4 separate regions of the Mus musculus genome follow, and all the other regions are linked to region 3. The links are chromatin contacts, called in public Hi-C and promoter capture Hi-C maps. All regions are on one chromosome and are shown on one strand. The core of a region is the stretch at or near the end of the contact, and the rest is flanking DNA. Distances in the headings are between cores, read along the strand shown. Region 1 overlaps Ikzf1 (IKAROS family zinc finger 1). Region 2 holds the start of Fignl1 (fidgetin-like 1). Region 3 overlaps Gm29945 (a long non-coding RNA gene). Region 4 overlaps Ikzf1 (IKAROS family zinc finger 1).

Region 1 (4,448 bases), core at 172-2,671, 160 kb after region 3:
AGTTGAGCAAAGAGGGAAGAATGCTTAAAAGCAAAAGAGTAGAGGCACAAGAGGACCCCAGCATCTTGATCTGGGGTGTGAGCAGTGGTGCAGGCAAGGGGCCAGGTGATAGCTCCAGCTGCTTTACATAGTAGAGTTTGTTCTCACGATAGCAACTGTTAGGAGTCTTGGTCTCAGAGAAGGGTATTTGAACCTGTGCCAAGCAGTGTGAGTAAGGAGAAGTCAGGGAGAGATGGGGTTTGTCTACTGTCTTGGTATAGGTCCATGGGTATAGTGACCAACTACAGTGATTGTGGCAACAATGATAGTAATCCAGCGCTGATTAGCATAGAATCATGATAATTCTGATCCAGGGAATTGGCTGGAATGTAGGGATGGAAGAGGCAGATGTTCCATCTATGCATAGAGTCAGCTAGGTGAGACAAGAGAGGGAACCCTTGGAGGAACACTAGCCTTTAACTGTAGAGAAGAGGGGTAGAGGGGAGGAGACAGTCCTGCAGTTCAGATGAAATTTCTCAGAAGAATTATAGGATGGAAGCCACAGAAAACACATGGGACAAAAGTGAGAAAGGTCAAAGAGAACTTAGTGAGTGCCCTTAGTGAGGAGAATTTGGGCCAGTTGTGCATTTCCCAAAAGTAGCTCAACGAGTTGCAGGCAGAAACCAGACTGCCACGGAAACCAGACTGATGATCAGGGAATGGGAGGGTAGCCATGAGGGAGGATGGACAAGTCAGATGGCATGGGAACATGAGCTGAGAGTTGCTGGCTGAAGGGGAGATTTCCAGGCTGATACTTTAGGATGAGAATAGTTAAGAAGTAGGAAGGAGGCCAGGCGTGGTGACACATGCCTTTAACTGCAGAAGCTGGAGGATCTCTCAGTTGGAGGCCAGCCTGGCCTACAGAGGGATTTCCAGGACAGCCGGGGCTACACAGAGAAACCCTGTCAAAAACTAAAATTACGGGAAATAGGAAGGACTGGAGAAAAATAGACTAAGCTAAGAAGAAACCTGGGAAGCAAGCAGGGTGGTTCTCCCTCTCTTTGGGTCTCTCTTCAGAAAGATTGGCCCAAAACAGAGCTTCCTGGACCCTTTAGCTTTTTTCTCCATCTTCACACCTCATCCCACAGATAGAATTGGCCTGGATTCTCTCCCTGAGGGGTCCTCAGCACGTTTTCCCCTAGGGTAGAGCAGTGTCCCAGCAGTATGGATGGAATGATGGTGTTGCCTTATTGGGGATGAGAAAGGGAGAGGAGCTATCAAGCAAGAGTTTTCTAAGAGGAAACATGGCAAGATCTGATGCTCAGCACCTCACTGTTTTAGGATACTGATTCACAGTAGCACAGCTGTTGTTCAGGGCAGGGATACAGAGCCTTTGTGGGAGGCTGTCCCTGCCACACTGACCAGTAGTGCTACCCCACCCAGGTCTCTGTGATACCCACATGTCCCCATACAGCTCCCAGGTGAGAAGCTGACTCAGATGTCAGCCACACTTCCCTCAGCGTTCCCACACTCGAGAGCTTTCGAGTTCACACAGGACATCTTCAGCTGCCTAAGACTTTTATTGTGGTCAGTAATGTTCCAGAACCCAACATAGAAATTAAAAGTATACTATAGAGAATTTGGACCAAAAAAGATGCCCAAGCCCCACTCTCAAATGTGCAGCCCTTCTTCCGGCTTTTTTTCTCTTTGTGTCTCCAAAAATACAGGTTAACTGTGCAAAGCGGTTTGTTTCTGTAAATAAAACCCAGCATTAATCTTATCTTCACTGTACTCTGACCACTGAAATTCAAAAATCGCATTGTGCTCCCTTCATTTACTGAGAGAAACAAAGAGGAGTCCAAGATTAAAAGGCCCTGGAACAGATAGACAAACGCTACTTTCTGTTTCTGGGTTTGGTCCCAGTGTTATTTTCTGCTTTGTTCTCTGTGTGTTGAAAGAGTCAGTGGCTCTTCTGTATGTAGAGCAGTCAACTGACATTCCGTTAACTTTCCTTCTGCATGGGGTTTCAGAAAGAAATGGAAAAAAAAAAAAACAGGTTTTGTGCTGTGGTTGCCAGTTGCCACCTGTCCTCCTATCTGGTTAGGACATTTTTCTGATTTGGGAAGTATAAATATAACCCAGAAAAAAAAAAAAAAAACAGCTTCCCTTCCTTTTATGCAAAAGTAGAAAGGTTTAAGTAGAGACACCAGGCTCTACCCATCACCCTTCAAGTTTGCACAGAAGCAGCTAAGCCCTGTGCAGATGCCTGCTGGGGGAGGGGAAGTGAGAAGCGTCCCTCCTCAGGCCCTGAGTGGTTGAGTTCCAGCTTCTGACCTCTACCAGAGGAGCTCAACAGAGCACAGATCTGCTCAGAATCTCAAACCTTTTGTTGGGCTTTATTTATTTATTTATTTATTTATTTATTTATTTATCTATCTATTTATTTATTTTGATATGAGAAACTTAGAAATAATTCAAAATGTATGCTCAGTTGGCAGGGAGTCAGCTGACCTCAATAGATCCATTCATGCTGCCAGACTGTTAATGAACAGCTTGAAGACCACCATGGTTCGAAGTATTGACACCACAGATACTTGGCCAATGCTACAAGTTAGGGCTTTTTTCGTTTTGTTTTAATTTGGTTTGGGATTTGAGAGCTGGCTTGATACAATTTTCATATCATGACACGGAAGTGTGGGGGGGTATTTTTTGGATAGCTATTTGTGCAGTAAAGGCCAATAATTGGCTCCCAGTGGCTCTCTGCCATTGGTATCACAAATGAGGCCTCCTGCAGCAACTGCCCTCTCCCTTGTCATGAAGAGAGAGGACTTGTGTTGAATCTGTCAGCTATGTTCCACCAGGATGGCAATAGACATCATGAGGTGACTCCCCTCGCTGCTCCCTGAACCCATGGTGACAATTTCTCAGTAAGACTTAGCAATATGCAAATGTGGAAGAGAATGATCAAAAGTTCACCTTACCATGGAGGGACCCCAGACTCTTGGAGGCCCTGAAGCACCCCACTTGCTGGAACGCACTTCTGTGGTAAAAAAGCCATTCATGCTACCTCTGTTAGGAGCAAGGTCAAGGCAGGCATCTCTGGCACAGGACTGGGGTGTGTCATTGGAAGGCTGGCTGCCAGGAGAGTACTTCCCCTACAGGGGATGTGGCTGCAGGCTGTCGATTTCCACTGAAGTCACCAAGCCAGGATTCCAGTGAAGCACTGAACGTCCAGCATCTTCCCCATCCAGCAGGGTATGAGGTGTGATCATGTGATCCATGGATGGCATCCAGGCTGACTCCTGCTGCCTGGCAGGGCCCAGGCAATTGTGGACATTGACTTTTTCCAAATGAGAGACCGTTACCCTAGAAGTGAAACCCTGCTGAAATGAGAAAAAGGCTTTTATTACAGCCCTGCAGGCAGCCATATGATTATTGTTATTATTATTCTTAGAACCTGGCAAATGCTGAGTGCTTTCACAGTGTCTCCACACTCCACTTGAACTTGGTGGCAATAAAAATAAGAATCAGCAGTGACCCCGGAGCATTTCTCTTGGCTTCTGTTGGCACCCCAATGTGTAATAATGACAATTAAGTATTGCCTGGTGTAGTGACCACTTGTTTGAGCCTAGTATGACAGTTGGAACTGCCTTCAGTGAGATCAGGGCTGGGGAGAGAAGGCTGACTTAAGTGCAGGCAGGGGTTTAAATCCTAAGTCCTAAGAAGATGATGCTGGCTTGCCGTAAAGCCATGTGTGTTTCCTTACAGTTTTGGAAGACTGTTACTTCTCCGTGGGTGTTTAGCCTAGACTTTGCACCTGTTGCGGGTTTGCGTTTCTCTGTGTGTTTCTTGTATTTCACTAACTACTTTTGTTATTGGTGGGATGCCTCTTAAGTATTCACCCTTAGCTTAACCCGCACTGTGCCTACATACCACACGCATGCCCATACTCCCTGTCATCCCCTGGAGAGACAGACAGACAGACAGGCTCACCTTTAGCTCAAGACTTTGAAGCATGTCAACCAGGAGCAGTCCCTGTCTGGGTCAGGAGTCTCAGATGAGTGGTAGCCATTGTTTCTGGAATATAGCTATGCCATGCATGATTGCCTGTTTTAGTGGAGCACAGTCAGCTTGAAATGTAGTAATCTAGGTGCTAGATGCTTCTGAATTCCCTAGAGAAAGGAATTATTTTTTTAAAGGAAAAAAATCCTTCAGGTAAAATTAATGTTAATATATTTTATTTAGTCAATATACCCAAATAGTATTACAAATATGTACTCACTGTAGTTGTTGTCTTGTTTTTTGAAAACTTGTACTTTTCCCGTGGACTGAGTGTTTGAGTCCAGTGTTTGATGCTTATATCACATCTCAGTTTGGGTTGAAGCCAGCTATTTGGAGGGGGCTGATTTTTTTTCCAGTGCTGCACTCAAACACTGAGCTGTGGGCCAAGCCTTTGGGCAGGGATCTTG
Region 2 (4,472 bases), core at 313-2,812, 260 kb after region 3:
TTTATAGCTTCATTTCAGTCTATCACCTAAAATCACCTATTCTAGTCATTCTCCAAAAACTGTCCTCTTCCACCACCATCTTTGTATTTAGAAGTTATCGACCAAGTTTTCCTTCCTTTCCAGTCAGTCATATCCCACAACTACATACAACCCAAAACAGTCTGTTGCTCAATGACACAAGTACTGACCGTATTATCTAACACTTCTAAGTCATTTTAACCTTTGTGCTTGATAGAAATCTATAAAGTATGGGCAACCGAGTTACATTTCAATTTTCTTTACTTTGTTAATTTTCTGATTAAGAATGTTTTGGTCATTCAAACTAGACAGGAAGCTTCTGCAAACAAGAACTACTTCTCATTGTATTTAGATTTTCTTTAGTACGTAGTTCATGGTATCCACTAAAATGATTAAAAACTGGAGGGCCTACTATATTCCAGACATCATTTTTGAACTTTACAGAACTCTAGTTTACTAGTGGCAAAGTAGCATAGGAATTTAGAACACAGGATCTGAAGCTGTAAGACCTAGCTTTAGACACTGGACATAAAAGTTTTAATTAATTGTAATAAATTGGGGAAGTCTGAGAGCAACTTGCAGGAACTGAATTTTCTCTTTTTACCAGGACAGTTCTTAGGGATTCAGGTCCTCAGGTTCGGCAGCTTTGACCCACTAAGCCATTTCCCAGGCCCTGAATTCTGAATACATAATCTGTTCTTTCAGCAGTGACTCTGAGAATATCTCTTAAGCTATGTCGTCACCTGGGGAGAAACAGCGTGCACCATTATTTAGCTGACAGGTTGTTGCATTATAGGGTCCCCAGAACTTAGAAATATGATAGATTATGAATTATTATTTCTTCCCTTTGGAAGGTTCCCCCCTCAGGCCGTAGCGACTGCGTATGGCCTGGAACCAGTTATCACAACTGAAAAGTATCTTTAGTCCAACTGCTCGGGGTCAGGAGTGTGTCTGATTTCTAGGTATTGACACATACATCAGGTAGGGGACTCCATTCTAAATACAACTCACGTATACTTAAAATATACATTAGCTACATAACCAGACGGTTAACTGTAGATACTATTTTCTGAGCAGGAATGAATTTAAAAAAAAAAAAAAAGTTTCATGATGAGGATGTTATTTTAGGCGTCAAGTTCAGATGCTGGAGCATTTCTGATTTTCGGAGAAAATTCACCTGTGTTAGTATTGCCGAAAGCACGAAACTCAAAATGAGTACATTTAGGTGGCAAACCAGCTACAGCATTCCCAGCAGTCCTAGCGGGGGGTAGCTGTGGCTGACTGACCCCAAACCGTCACGCCCAACGGCGTCCCTCAGCCCCAGCCGCCGTCTGGCCGCGGGCTTCCCAAGGCCACCCTCTCCGACAACCCGAGGCCAAGAACGGACAGAAGAAAACAAAACCAAAGTACACCCGGCATGGCAACCACAGCCTCCGCCCGCCGGCTTAGCGGCGAACAGCAGCCTACCGGGGCCCACCTGTGCTCCCTGCCGGGACCGCAGCCACCGAAAAGCGCGCCTTTCGAAGTGCGCCTGCGCGAAGTGACGGCTCGGCCCGCGTTGCGCATGCGTGTAGAGTAAGGGCGGCTGAGCGCGCGCTGCACGCAGCGTGAGGGCGGAGTCTCGGAAGGCCTGAGGTCACCGCCCAGGCCTTAACGCGGGAATTTGGGTTTCCGGCCCGCGCTCTATGAGGGAGATTTAGCCCGCGCGGTGGCGATAAATCTAAGCAAACCCTTGGCTTCCCGTTCACTGCAGCCTTAATATGTTCTTTTTGCCGAGCTAGGTGCTGCAAAGGCACCTAGGCAGAGGCAGTGAGAGAGGAAAGAAAGCTCAGGAGTGTAGAGAGCACGAGTCCCCTGGGAGGGCGAAAGCGGCCCGGGAGGGGGAAGGGGAGGTGTAGCCTCCGGGCCGCCACTCCAGAGCCTGCCCGCCCCGGCGCCCTCCGGCCTTAACCAGTTCAGCAGCAGCTATCAAATAGTGAGACTCGAATACAGGAAGGTTTAGCAAAGGCTACAGCCAGCATTAGACGGAATACCGAGATTACCGAAGTAGTAGCTGGCAGGGGTCCAGTAAGAACTGAAGAGCTTTTTTTTTTTTTTTTTTTTAAAAAAACTAATCGTAGGTAGCTAAAACATGGACAGTCCTGGAGTCACCGAGGGAACTTTCCCCTCATAGCTTTGGGCCCCACCTCACCCCACCCCCACCTCTCTATTACCAACCAAGACGGCTTGCAATTTGGGGAGAGGTCACCAAGGGTTAGGTTCTTAATTGTTTGTATAGGCATAACAAGCCATTGGGTCAGGCTCCAAGCAGTCGGGAGCTGATTGTCAGAGAGGGGAGAGGAGGGGGGCTGTGCTGGGTTGTTGGGTGGTTTTTTTTTTTTTTTTTTTGGTTTCTTTGTCTACAACCCTCATCGCTAAGCCTGCCTGTTTTCACTGGGAAAACTGTACTTTTCTTTTATTCATCCTATCTCCTTCAAATACTGACCAACACTCCTAACCCTGCTTGCTCTACGGCTCTGGGCATTTTTAATCAGGCTGAAGACCTTCCTTACCCATGCAGCCATTCCCAGGCCTGCATTGTTGAGCCTGCCTGCCTTTCTGACCTTTAACTCCAAAAGCATGGTCTCTTTTCCCCTTATCCGTCTGCCTCCTCCAGAGGCTGCCAACATGTCTAGCTTGTCTTATTTTTCCCCTAAATTCAAAATTGCCTTTCGGTTTCCTACTGAGTCTGGGTTTTGTTTTGTTTTAATTATTTTTTTATAAGACCAGGAATCCTGCAAAAAGCAACATTATTCTCTGGCGTCCGTCTTTTTTAAATTGGCTTTGTTAGGCTCACAACCCAGTGTCTACTGTGGAAGAGTTTAAGGCTTAAGCTATGCAAGTAGTAAACTTGCTGACCGAGAACACAAACTGCTTTTGATAGACTCTATTTTCATGGTCAGAAGTTATTGGACCTGCAAGAAAGAAATTGCCACCTAAGCAGACAGAACTGGTCCTTGGTGGGAGAGCTTCTTCTTGTTTATGTATTTATGAGTTTATAACCATAATCTCAGACAATGCTTGTTACAGTTCAGCTGGCTAATTTGTTTTGATCAGAGAAAATAAAATGATCCCAAATAATATGCATCCTCTGCCAGAAAAATTGTGTTTGTAAGCTAGCAAGATGTCTCAGGTAAAGGTATTTATTTCCTGTGCAACCTTGGTGGCCTTAGTGTGGCTTCCAGAACCCACGAAAAAGTGGAAGGATTCAAAACAACTCCACACAGTTGTCCTTTGACTTCTAGGCACATGTCCTTTCCCCACAAACACACAATAATAAGTGTTTATAAAACTGTGTTTGGCCGGGCATGGTGGCACACGCCTTTAATCCCAGCACTCGGGAGGCAGAGGCAGGCAGATTTCTGAGTTCGAGGCCAGAGGTCTACAAAGTGAGTTCCAGGACAGCCAGGGAAACCCTGTCTCAGGGAAGAAAAAAAAAAACTATGTTTGTAAGCAATGTGAGAAGTGGGCTGTTGTAGAGATAGGAAAGAAGATGGGACAAAATTAAATCTGTCTCTTTTTCTGAGATTCCCCGAGTACAGTTGGATCCTGAAATCCACTTCAAACATGCCTTGGTGAAAGAGGACCCGTGAAGATTGGAGATGTAGCCAGCCATTCCTCGGATATACAGTCTAACATGAATGGAACATACAGTCCTAATGAAAAGTTTTCATTAGACGGTGCTCTCCCCTACGACCAGAGGCAGAATTTTAACAAGTCTGACAAAGTTCTCGTTAGCCTTTATATTCCCGAACGGGGCAACCTTCACTCTACAAAACAGAACAAGAGCCGGTACTGGGCAGGAACAGAAGGGTGAGCTTCGTAACGCAGGGAGCCGAGCCTGTCGGAAAGGAGCTGACAGGTTGATTCAGCTCACTTCAGCTCATTTCTCTTGTGAGGTTAGAGCAGACTTAGTCAAGCTGAGGTAGTTTGGCCTCTGGCTGCTGTGAATTTGCTGTGTTTAGGAAAAACTGGTCCATGTGTGGACTCTTCTGCTTCTAGTTTGAACAGGCTATGGGGTCATGCCATAATTCTTCTTGTGACTGTTTATTGCATGTCTGCTTTGGGGAACAACACAAGTTTCTTTAAAAAGACCTTTTCAAATATTACCAGTTTATGCAAGCAACTTACTTTGCTAGTAATTTTGTATTGTTTTTCCCATTACTTTTTACAAGGGTAGGTTATGGCACACAGAGAGAAGTGCTCAAGAAACAGATTTTGATACCAAAGAAGTAAACACTATTAATATTTGGGAATTTATATTATTCATTTAAAAAAATTAATACAGCAATCATTAGGCCAAAATGCTATTGGGTAAGTACCATGTTTCCTCAAATGTGAACTTTCTGAGTAGAATACCAGTAATACCATTTTTGAGTTTATGCCATTGATTGGATTCAATCAATGTTAAAAGT
Region 3 (4,429 bases), core at 1,481-3,980:
GTTGCACTTCCTCCTGCACTCTTTCCCTCTTTTCCACCCTGTGATGGTCAAGTGATCCATATTGATTTATCACACTCTAGACTCACTAAAGAGCCAATGAGCATCGATGTGATTGATTACCTGGATTAGTTTAAATAAATTGGAGGATGCACCCTGAAGTTAGCTGAACACCAGCATTCATGGCCTTCTGCTTCCTACATATGAACACAATGTGAGCAGTTTCCTCGAGCTCTTACCATTATAACTTTGCTGCTATGGTGGGAAGAGGATAAATCAGAAGCAGAATTTGTTCAGTAAAGACACGCAACACGCTGCAATCTGCTTCCTTAAGAGGGAGAGATGATAGATAATCAGTCTCTCTCTCTCTCTCTCTCTCTCTCTCTCTCTCTCTCTCTCTCACTCACTCACACACACACACACACACACACACACACACACACACACACACACACACACACGTAATAGAGGGCGATGAAGAGGACCACTATAGGGAAGGAGCACAACTTAGCACATAGTAATATGCATGGTAGTACATAGTGAATACATCATCAGTCCTTTCTGTAATAGGATATGATGAATACTCCATAGGTGCTTCTGAAAATCTCTCCTGTGCTGTCCCCTGAGTTACACAACAATGAAGAGCACCCAGGAATTATAAACCCCAATCTCAGTCAGCCTGGCTTCCGCTTAGCAAAACACATACAAGTCCAAGACACCCTCTGCCTTGGGTATCTTAAGAAGCCTAGCATCCTCTTTTTTAAAAAATATTGTTTGTTTGTTTCTTGTTGGTTTGTGAGGGCTGCATGTGTCACAGTCCAAATATAGAGGTCAGAGAACAACTTTTGGGAGTTAGGTCTTTCTTTCCACCATGGGTTCCAGGGATCAAACTCATATACTAGTTTTACATAATAAGTCCTTTTATGAACAAGGCCAGTGTTTCTTAACCTGGGGGGCGGTGCTGTCAAATGACCCTTTCACTGGGGCCACCTAAGAATATTGGAAACCACAGATATTTACATTATGGTTCATAAAAATTGCAAAATTACAGTTATGGAGTAGCAATAAAAATAATTTTACAGTTGGAGAGTCACCACAACATTAGGAGCTGTATTAAAGGGTCACAGCGTTAAGAAGGCCAAGAACCACTGACTGCAGCCATCTTACCAGCTCACTATGTCTTCTCTTGACTCCAGCCTCTTTGTCCTGACAGTTCTATCCATGTGCCTAGAAGAATTAAAAGTGTGCTACAACGAAATCCTCTCTCTCCCTCCCTCTCCCTCTCTCCCCCTCCCCCTCCCCCTCTCCCTCTGCCCCTCCCCCTCCCTCTCTCCCTCTCTCTCTCTCTCTCTCTCTCTCTCTCTCTCTCTCTCTCTCTCTCTCTGCACATTCTCTCCATGGGCATGTCCTTTTCTTTTACTTTTGTTACTTCAATCACAAGTTCACAGCAACTGCCTTTGCCTTCACTGGTACGCATAAGCCTGGGCCTGCTGACAGTCAAGGATGCTTTGACAATTTCACATATGGACATAATGTAGTCTATGTTCCTCCTCTGTCCTCTCTTTTCTCCCTCTCATCTCCATCAACTCCCTTCCTTCCTACAAGAGGTTTTTCTACCTTTCTGTCCTTTTTGTTTGGTTGGTTTTTGTTTGTCTTGTTTTGTGACCCCCCCATTGAGTTCAATCAGGGCTGTCTGTGTAACTAAGTGGTGGAATTATCTATTAAAATTGGGTGGACTCGTCAATGGCTGCACAACCAAAGACAATGGCTTCCTCTCACTCGGCATCTACCAACAACCAAGAGTTCATCAAAGAAAAGTAGGGGTCCATGGGCCCTTCCACATCCTTGACTAACTGTCAGCGGGCCCAGTCTTTTGCAGTACCAGTGCAGGTAAAGGCAGTTGCTGTGAATTTGTGATTGCAGTAGCTACATCACGTGTAGAAGCATTTCTCAGGCTTTCTCTCTACTTCTGGATTTACATTCTTTCTGTTCCTTCTTTCATGAGGGTGTCTGAGCATTTAGCAGGTGGTATAAGTGTCTTGTTTTAGACTGATCAAACTCCAGTACTTGAATCTAGAGAGATGACTCGTGGTTAAGATATCTACTGTTAAAGCACACACATGGCAGATCACAACTTGCTTTAGTCCCTGGAGATCTGAATGCCTTTTCTGTCTTTCACAGACACCAGGCATAAACATGATGCACATACATATGTTCAGGCACACACTAAAACAAAATAAAATAAAATAAAATAAAATAAAATAAAATAAAATAAAAATAAATCCTAAAAAGTTAAACCTCACACTTCACTTAATAAGTCCCTCTATCATTCAATAAACCAAACTTTATTCATTAAAAACAACAAAATCGTGCAGTTTAGGGGCCAACCACTCTGCAGCCTGTTCTATAATATGCTCACATCATTTCAATACTCAGACTTTTTATAGAGCAGTAGGATAGAAGAATATTGGCCCATACAGCCACATTGAAATGAATACAAACTCAGGCCTATCCTTTCTGGGCTTGGTATAATTTTTCTGAGACTCAGTTTCCATTTCTATAAAATAGAAACCTAATGAGAACATTGGAGAGTCTTTGTGACTGTTGAGTGAGATGGTACATTTGGGGTGTTCAGAGCACATGAAATGAATGAGTCAGTGAACTCCCCTAAATCCACTGCATTAGCACAGCTGCAAGCTCCTCTTCCCGGGACTGGGAAATGGCTTGGGGAAGTGTTCTATCCTCTGCAAGGCCTCAGCTCATCCCACAGCCCATTAAGCTGTGGGGTCAGCAGAGCTGGGCAGTCACATGGCAGGCATTTGATGTCTGCCTTGATTCTTCCCCATATGACCTTCCTTTACCAGACGACTGACCACACATTCTTCCTCAGTGGTCTCAGGAAAGTTTCAAGAGGTCAAGAGCAAACGCCAGCAAGAGCCATTCAAGTTTGGTCTCTGTGACTTGCACAATTTCCCTGTTCATTGTGTGTTGGCACCAAAGGAATTACAGAACATTGCAGAGTCCAGGGATGGGAAAGAGAGCACACTGCCTGATGGATGAGCCATAGTCACATTACCAGGAGATGTACATGTTGATGAAGAAGAAATCCATGCCTACAATTTGAAATTTTGCACGATCATACCAGAAAACACCTCTGTATAGTACTTCTCCATGATGCTACCAAAGTAGCCATTTAGAAGGAAATGGAGGGACTGATTTTGAACCTTAGTTTTAAGATGTTATTATGTAAGTGGCTTCCCAATGGTTAGTTAACCTCTCTGAATGTATGTGATCTGGAAATTTTTACCCTGCTTCCCCATGATAGCAATTCACTGTTGTCAGGGCCTTACTCATCTGCTCATTGTCTTAAAAATGAAAGTGGAAGATAGGACAACTCAGCACTGACACACTGGAACATGCCATTTCTGGATTGTAAAGCCAACCCTTGGCCATGAGGTCACTCCTGCAAGCTTTCTATGGGAAACTAGACCTTGGGAGAAACCCAAGTGTCCCTGTGAATCTTGAGCCACACACTGTGACTCTAGTCACACTGTAAGCCTCACCTGAAAATGTAGATCGAATAAACATCTATTTCCTTGTCTTTTTCAGCCTTACTCTAAGTCATTATCCTCATCTTTTTGATGGTGAAAGGTTATGTGTTGAGCAAAAGGAAGCAAAGTACACAACATGAGACTGGAAACAGAAGAACAGGAAAGTGTTCCCAGGCCACGCAGACATGACCGATGCATGGGTATTCCTCTCCTTGGACATAAACCAAAGAGAAGCAAAACTCTGAAGAACCCAAAGTGTTCCACAGAGGAAGGACCATACGGAGTGTCCCATACTAGAAGCCATCTTGCAGGACCAAAACTGTGGGCGTTCTATCCACTCATTGAGTAAAGACCTCATGATGGCTCTCTGTTGAAGAAATGAAGGGAATGGGAGAGGAAGGCTGGAGAGAGGGAAAGACAGAGTGGGGGGAGAAGGAGGGAGAAGAAGAAGGATGGAAGGAAGGAAGGAAGGAAGGAAGGAAGGAAGGAAGGAAGGGAGGGAGGGAGGGAGGGAGGGAGGGAGGGAGGGAAGAAGGAAGGAAGGAAGGAAGGAAGGAAGGAAGGAAGGAAGGAAGGATAGATGGATGGACAGACAGGTGGATGGATTGATGGACAGATAAATGGACAGACAGATGAATGGATCTCCTGTGTGACCTGCAGAACCAACCACTGAGTTGTGGATAGAAAAAGCAAGGTATCAGGACAAGATTTTATCTCAGAGGATACTTACCTTTCTTTGTCTCTCTTTCTGATCTTCAGCCTAGAGCTTTGGTGGTATAGCCCTTTGTACCAAAAGACTCAGCTTTTCCTATGGAAATATTCCTGCAAACAGACTCTGTTTTTAAATATTTTTTAATTATTGGTGTGTGTGTGTGTGTGTG
Region 4 (4,377 bases), core at 84-2,583, 210 kb after region 3:
CTTTATGTGTCTCATAAGGCAACCGGAAGCATAAAATGCCCCCACAGATATAAAAAAATTTTAGAAGCCCTCAGTAGGAAGATCAGCTACTATCATTGTCAAGAAAAGAAACCTTATGTCCAAGAAAGAAAAAATAAGGTGTTTGAGAAGCTGAGGTGGACTTTGAGAAAGGGGCAGGACCTCAGCAGCATGCCATACAGTGAAGGGGTCATGGAGTCTAGGCAGACAAGGAAAATTACTTTGCTGGTGTTGGGATCTAGAGCAGGACTAGTGGGTATTTCCCAGCTTTGCGCAAGTACTCACTGGAAAGCAGTGAGTAAAGCTGTCCCATGATGCTCTGACTATAACAGTACTGGTCATTGAGGGCCAAACTGGGCAGCATCATCTCATTTGGAATCACAGAGAAAGCAGGGGTATGCTCCCAATGGGAGCAGAAGCTGAGCACATAAAGATGACATGGGTCAAAATTATCTGGACATGGGAGATGGCAGGAGAATGGGGAGTAATTGAAAGAATGCTTTGGTGTAGAAGGAATGGAGGTCACGGTAGGGCTGGTGAAGGAAACTGTGACTTCCCTTGCTTAGTGTGCCATTTGCAGAAAAGACAAAGCCACGTCTGGAAAATAAGAGTTCAGGGTTTGATGTAATTGCTTTTAAGAATGCTACCCTGGTAAGGCTACCCCATGGAAGCTGTGCTACAAAGGATGTGCAAATAAAACGTTGGTGACGGGGGCTGGTGAGATGGCTCAGTGGGTAAGAGCACCCGACTGCTCTTCCGAAGGTCTGGAGTTCAAATCCCAGCAACCACATGGTGGCTCACAACCACCCGTAATGAGATCTGATGCCCTCTTCTGGTGCGTCTGAAGACAGCTACAGTGTACTTACATATAATAAATAAATAAATCTTTAAAAAAAAAAAAAAAAACGTTGGTGACACACACACACCTTTACAGAGCACCTACACTGAGGCAGAAAGACAGAGGTCAGGTTCTAGGAGTTGATAAGAAGGAGGGGAAGAAAGACCACTAGAAAACAAAACAGAAACCACTTATTAGAAATATTGTTCATAGACTTGTCTCTCTGTGTATGAGCTTTTGAACCAAAAGAATGAAGGAGACTTCATATCCTGATCAAAGAAAGAGGCAATCTTGGTCAAGGAGCCAGCTCTTGGATGGCTGGGGCTTTAGAAAGTATGAGGTGCAGGGCCCTATCTTCTCCCTGAGGAGTGCACAGAAGACAGGGACCATGATGAACTATCTGGGAGACTGGCAGAGATGAAGCAGCAAATGTGTTCAAGGGTTGTGAAGAGTAACTGACCTCAGGAGGCAGGGTGTGACTTCCTCTTTCCAATTAGGAACCTGAAGAGTGCCACATGCCTTAGTAATGAGCATCGGCAGTGCCCTGAAGCTTCAGGAGACTTCCAGCCAAACAGAGCATCTGAAACTTTGTCATGGCTCTCCTGGGTGAATGGGCATTGTCTTGATTCACACGCTCTATGTGAAAGGGATCTACAAAACTAGTGAAGCAATGCTGAGAGGGGAAAGCGATCTCCAGGGGAGAGGTTAAACACAAGAGGAAGTGGCCTTGTGGGAACAGGAGGACCAGGATAGCAGAAGTGAAGTGTGCAAGGAAGGGCTCCCAGCAGCTGTGCTCTGTTGGTGTCCCCCAGAGGTGGTTGGCAGTTCACACACTAACCAGTGCCTCTTCCTGCTCTCGTGTCTGCCTTCCTCTCAGTGCTACATGACGACATTCCTGTCCACCCTTCCTACTGTGTCACAGTTTTCTCCCTAAAATGAAGAGAATTGGACCTCAAAGGCTGCTCCCCACATTTAGGATGATATCGTTTTGTGTACTTGAGATGATAGATAAATAGATAGTAAGAGTTTTGATAGAACTATTTCATGTTTTTTCAGAAAACCAAATGCAACATCCAGAAATTACCAGTATTAAATTAGAAGAACATCATTGTAAATATCTTCCTGCCATATATATTTCAGTGGACAGGATTAATAATAGGTGGACTACAAATAGAGATGTGGAGGAAAGGCCTTTAAGTTCCTGAATGCGCCACCTCAGAAAGATTGCAGCTGCTCTTCCCTGGGCTGGAGGTGTTGCCTGGCTTCCCCTCTTCCCGTGTATTGATTGAAAATCAGTTCACAGTGGCCACAGCATATTCAACATGTCCTAGGAGATAAAGGCTCCTCAATGCACAGTCATTCCCAACAGGACTTGACTTTTTTAAAAGGATGACTATCAGGGAAAAAAAATTATTCTAAAAATTACTTTAAAAACAATCATTTTTATTGCTTTTATTTTTACATTGTACATTTCTATTCATATTCTATGCAGAAATCATTATTCTTATATAATTTAGATATTCATCACTATATATTTTAACAGGTTACAGAATCAGACCCTGGTCTCTTAGGCTCATTTTCGTTTATTTTGATCAATCCCTTCATTGAATACACTTTACATTCAAGCACCCTTGTAGACATTCCATCTCCATCTCTGCTTTGAGTTTGAGGATGTCACCTGTCACCTCTCTACAGTAACCCCAGGAGTACGTAGCCTCTGGCCACTCTTCCTTCTCTGACATTGGCAGATTTTTCTTTGTTGAATTATGTGGGTGCCAAGTACAACCTGACTTTCTTTTCTTTGATATTACTTTTCTCCCAAAATATGTAGTGTTCTTTCCTTGGGCCTAAGTCAACCATCATCAGTAAGAAGCTCTTTGGTGTTTTACAGTCTACATGAAATGTAGCCTTTAAGAGTGAGAGGCTCCTTTCTTCCTCCTTGTCTTTTGGAAACATTCCTTTACATAAGTACCAATTGTTCTATCTAACATGACTTCTATTCAAGAGTGCTGGTTTTCCATAGACTGGATAAATTGTCTCCCATGTCTGTTAGCATTTTGCTATTTTAATTTCTTTATTTTTTTAAGTTTACTTACTGTTATTTTATATTTTTCCTGATTTAATTGAGTTCCTAGCAATGTTTATTCTAGTGTTTGCTATTTTTAACTCATGTATTGAGTATGTATTGAATTGGATTTGGTTTTAATTCCTGAGATCTAAAATCTCCCTTTATTCTGGGTTGTTTTTTTTTTTTTTTTTTTTTTTTTTTTTTTTTTTTTTAGTATTGTCTTTGAATAGCTTCAAAATCTGACTGCTTGCATATTCTAAAAACTAAAATAGCTAAAACTTGAAAAAAAAATTTTACCCCATGTCATGAAGTAATTATGCTTCATTGCTCCTCTTCCTGGAATTAAGTTTCTTTTTCCCCTAGGATGGACTTTCTGGTTTGTCTTACTTCCCTTCTTGCCAAAAAAATATTTTCCCTGTAACCATGGCATTTCTTTTCATCCTGCTCATTCTACTTGGTCTAATGAGGCTTGACTGACATTTCAACATTCTTCCCATTGTACCTGAGACTTTTCCTATGAGAACTATAAGTTTTTTAAATCCTGAAAGAATGCCAAGGATGGTGTTGGGGGAGTTCAGGTGAGGCCAAGTACATACGGCTTCTGTTTAAAGTGTTCCCCTTTGAGAGCTCTCTCAGAGTTTTCAGATTTGGTGAAAGCTCTAAACCAGCAGATGATGCCTTCTGTCTCCACAAGGGACATCTCAGGGCCTACTTCCCCTGAAGTACAACTCACCAAGGCCTTTGCTTGTGTGCAGGGGAGCCAGCCCACATGCTAAGGTCTCTGGTGTCATGTGCTGCCTGAAAGTGGAATTTTCAGCTCCATCATCAAAATGAGGAGGGCATTTGCCCATTGGAACTCTGTCAGTGTGAGGGTTTGGAAGGAATGCTGAGAGTGTTGTGTTTCTAGAAGTGACATTACCCAAAGCTTTGTCCAGTCTCAGGCAAGAATCTTCTGTACCTTTCCTTGGTCATATGTAGTTGAATGTAAAGTAGAAATAAGAAGATGGATGGATGGATGGATGGATGGAATAGATAGAGATAGATAGATAGATAGATAGATAGATAGATAGATAGATAGATAGGATGGATAGATAGAAGATAGATAGGAGGGAGACAGGGAAAGAAAGGGATGGATGAGTAGATGGGATGGATAGATAGATAGATAGATAGATAGATAGATAGATAGATAGACAGACAGACAGACAGACAGACAGACAGACAGACAGACAGATAGAATAATAGATTTCACTGGGGCACTGGAGGCTTTTATAGCTTTTAATTTTTCACATTTGGGTAGAGAAATTCTACAGGTAGATTTGTCACGCCATGCTCATCTGGAATGTATATTGCTTTCTTTGCAACACCCACTTCTTGAAGCAGCAGGCTTCAGTGGTTGCTTAGAAAACCACAGAACCACAGCTCTGGGGAGAAACAGGAAAGTACCACCTCTGGT

What was found. Promoter capture Hi-C pulls out the DNA fragments that hold promoters and counts their contacts. A called contact is a pair of places that touch in the nucleus more often than the background predicts.
Region 1: a Hi-C map of bone marrow-derived macrophages shows a contact between it and region 3, with 40 read pairs. The contact joins two enhancer-like sites. A contact is called at or near these places in 8 of 39 promoter capture datasets (3T3-L1-derived adipocytes, the C10 cell line, the HPC-7 cell line and 5 more), 2 of 15 datasets of contacts at CTCF or cohesin (CD8 T cells and large pre-B cells), 7 of 484 Hi-C or Micro-C datasets (CD8 T cells, bone marrow-derived dendritic cells, bone marrow-derived macrophages and 3 more) and 9 of 115 datasets of contacts at active chromatin or transcription factors (the 230-238 cell line, CD8 T cells, the HPC-7 cell line and 5 more).
Region 2: a contact with region 3 is called in a promoter capture Hi-C map of macrophages, with 10 read pairs. The contact joins the promoter of Fignl1 here to the enhancer-like site in region 3. A contact is called at or near these places in 18 of 39 promoter capture datasets (the 3T3-L1 cell line, 3T3-L1-derived adipocytes, the C10 cell line and 13 more), 24 of 484 Hi-C or Micro-C datasets (B cells, CD8 T cells, the CH12 cell line and 12 more), 5 of 115 datasets of contacts at active chromatin or transcription factors (the 230-238 cell line, astrocytes, bone marrow-derived macrophages and 2 more) and 5 of 9 other capture datasets (adipose tissue, embryonic stem cells, liver and 2 more).
Region 4: a Hi-C map of bone marrow-derived macrophages shows a contact between it and region 3, with 37 read pairs. The contact joins two enhancer-like sites. A contact is called at or near these places in 10 of 39 promoter capture datasets (the C10 cell line, the HPC-7 cell line, cranial neural crest and 7 more), 2 of 15 datasets of contacts at CTCF or cohesin (CD8 T cells and large pre-B cells), 14 of 484 Hi-C or Micro-C datasets (CD8 T cells, Kupffer cells, bone marrow-derived macrophages and 10 more), 15 of 115 datasets of contacts at active chromatin or transcription factors (the 230-238 cell line, CD8 T cells, T-cell acute lymphoblastic leukemia and 11 more) and 1 of 9 other capture datasets (embryonic tail).

What each region holds. Positions count from the first base shown.
Region 1 is chr11:11,714,715-11,719,162 of GRCm38.p6, forward strand. The region is part of intron 3 of Ikzf1 (IKAROS family zinc finger 1); the gene reads left to right. Among named protein-coding and RNA genes, the nearest start is that of Ikzf1, 31 kb to the left of the region's middle. Within about 2 kb of position 1,422, at least 37 of the 459 cell types and tissues checked have an H3K27ac peak or open chromatin away from gene starts, as enhancers often do. A contact at or near this core is called in bone marrow-derived macrophages, where this site is marked.
Region 2 is chr11:11,807,400-11,811,871 of GRCm38.p6, forward strand. Fignl1 (fidgetin-like 1) reads right to left here and starts at 1,563. Exons shown (of 3, transcript NM_021891.3): 1 at 1,496-1,563.
Region 3 is chr11:11,550,936-11,555,364 of GRCm38.p6, forward strand. It overlaps Gm29945 (a long non-coding RNA gene), which reads right to left. Exons shown (of 3, transcript XR_381043.3): 3 at 1,163-1,224. Among named protein-coding and RNA genes, the nearest start is that of Gm11998, 4.3 kb to the right of the region's middle. Within about 2 kb of position 2,731, at least 6 of the 459 cell types and tissues checked have an H3K27ac peak or open chromatin away from gene starts, as enhancers often do. A contact at or near this core is called in bone marrow-derived macrophages, macrophages and pro-B cells, where this site is marked.
Region 4 is chr11:11,761,943-11,766,319 of GRCm38.p6, forward strand. The region is part of intron 7 of Ikzf1 (IKAROS family zinc finger 1); the gene reads left to right. Among named protein-coding and RNA genes, the nearest start is that of Fignl1, 45 kb to the right of the region's middle. Within about 2 kb of position 1,334, at least 62 of the 459 cell types and tissues checked have an H3K27ac peak or open chromatin away from gene starts, as enhancers often do. A contact at or near this core is called in bone marrow-derived macrophages and pro-B cells, where this site is marked.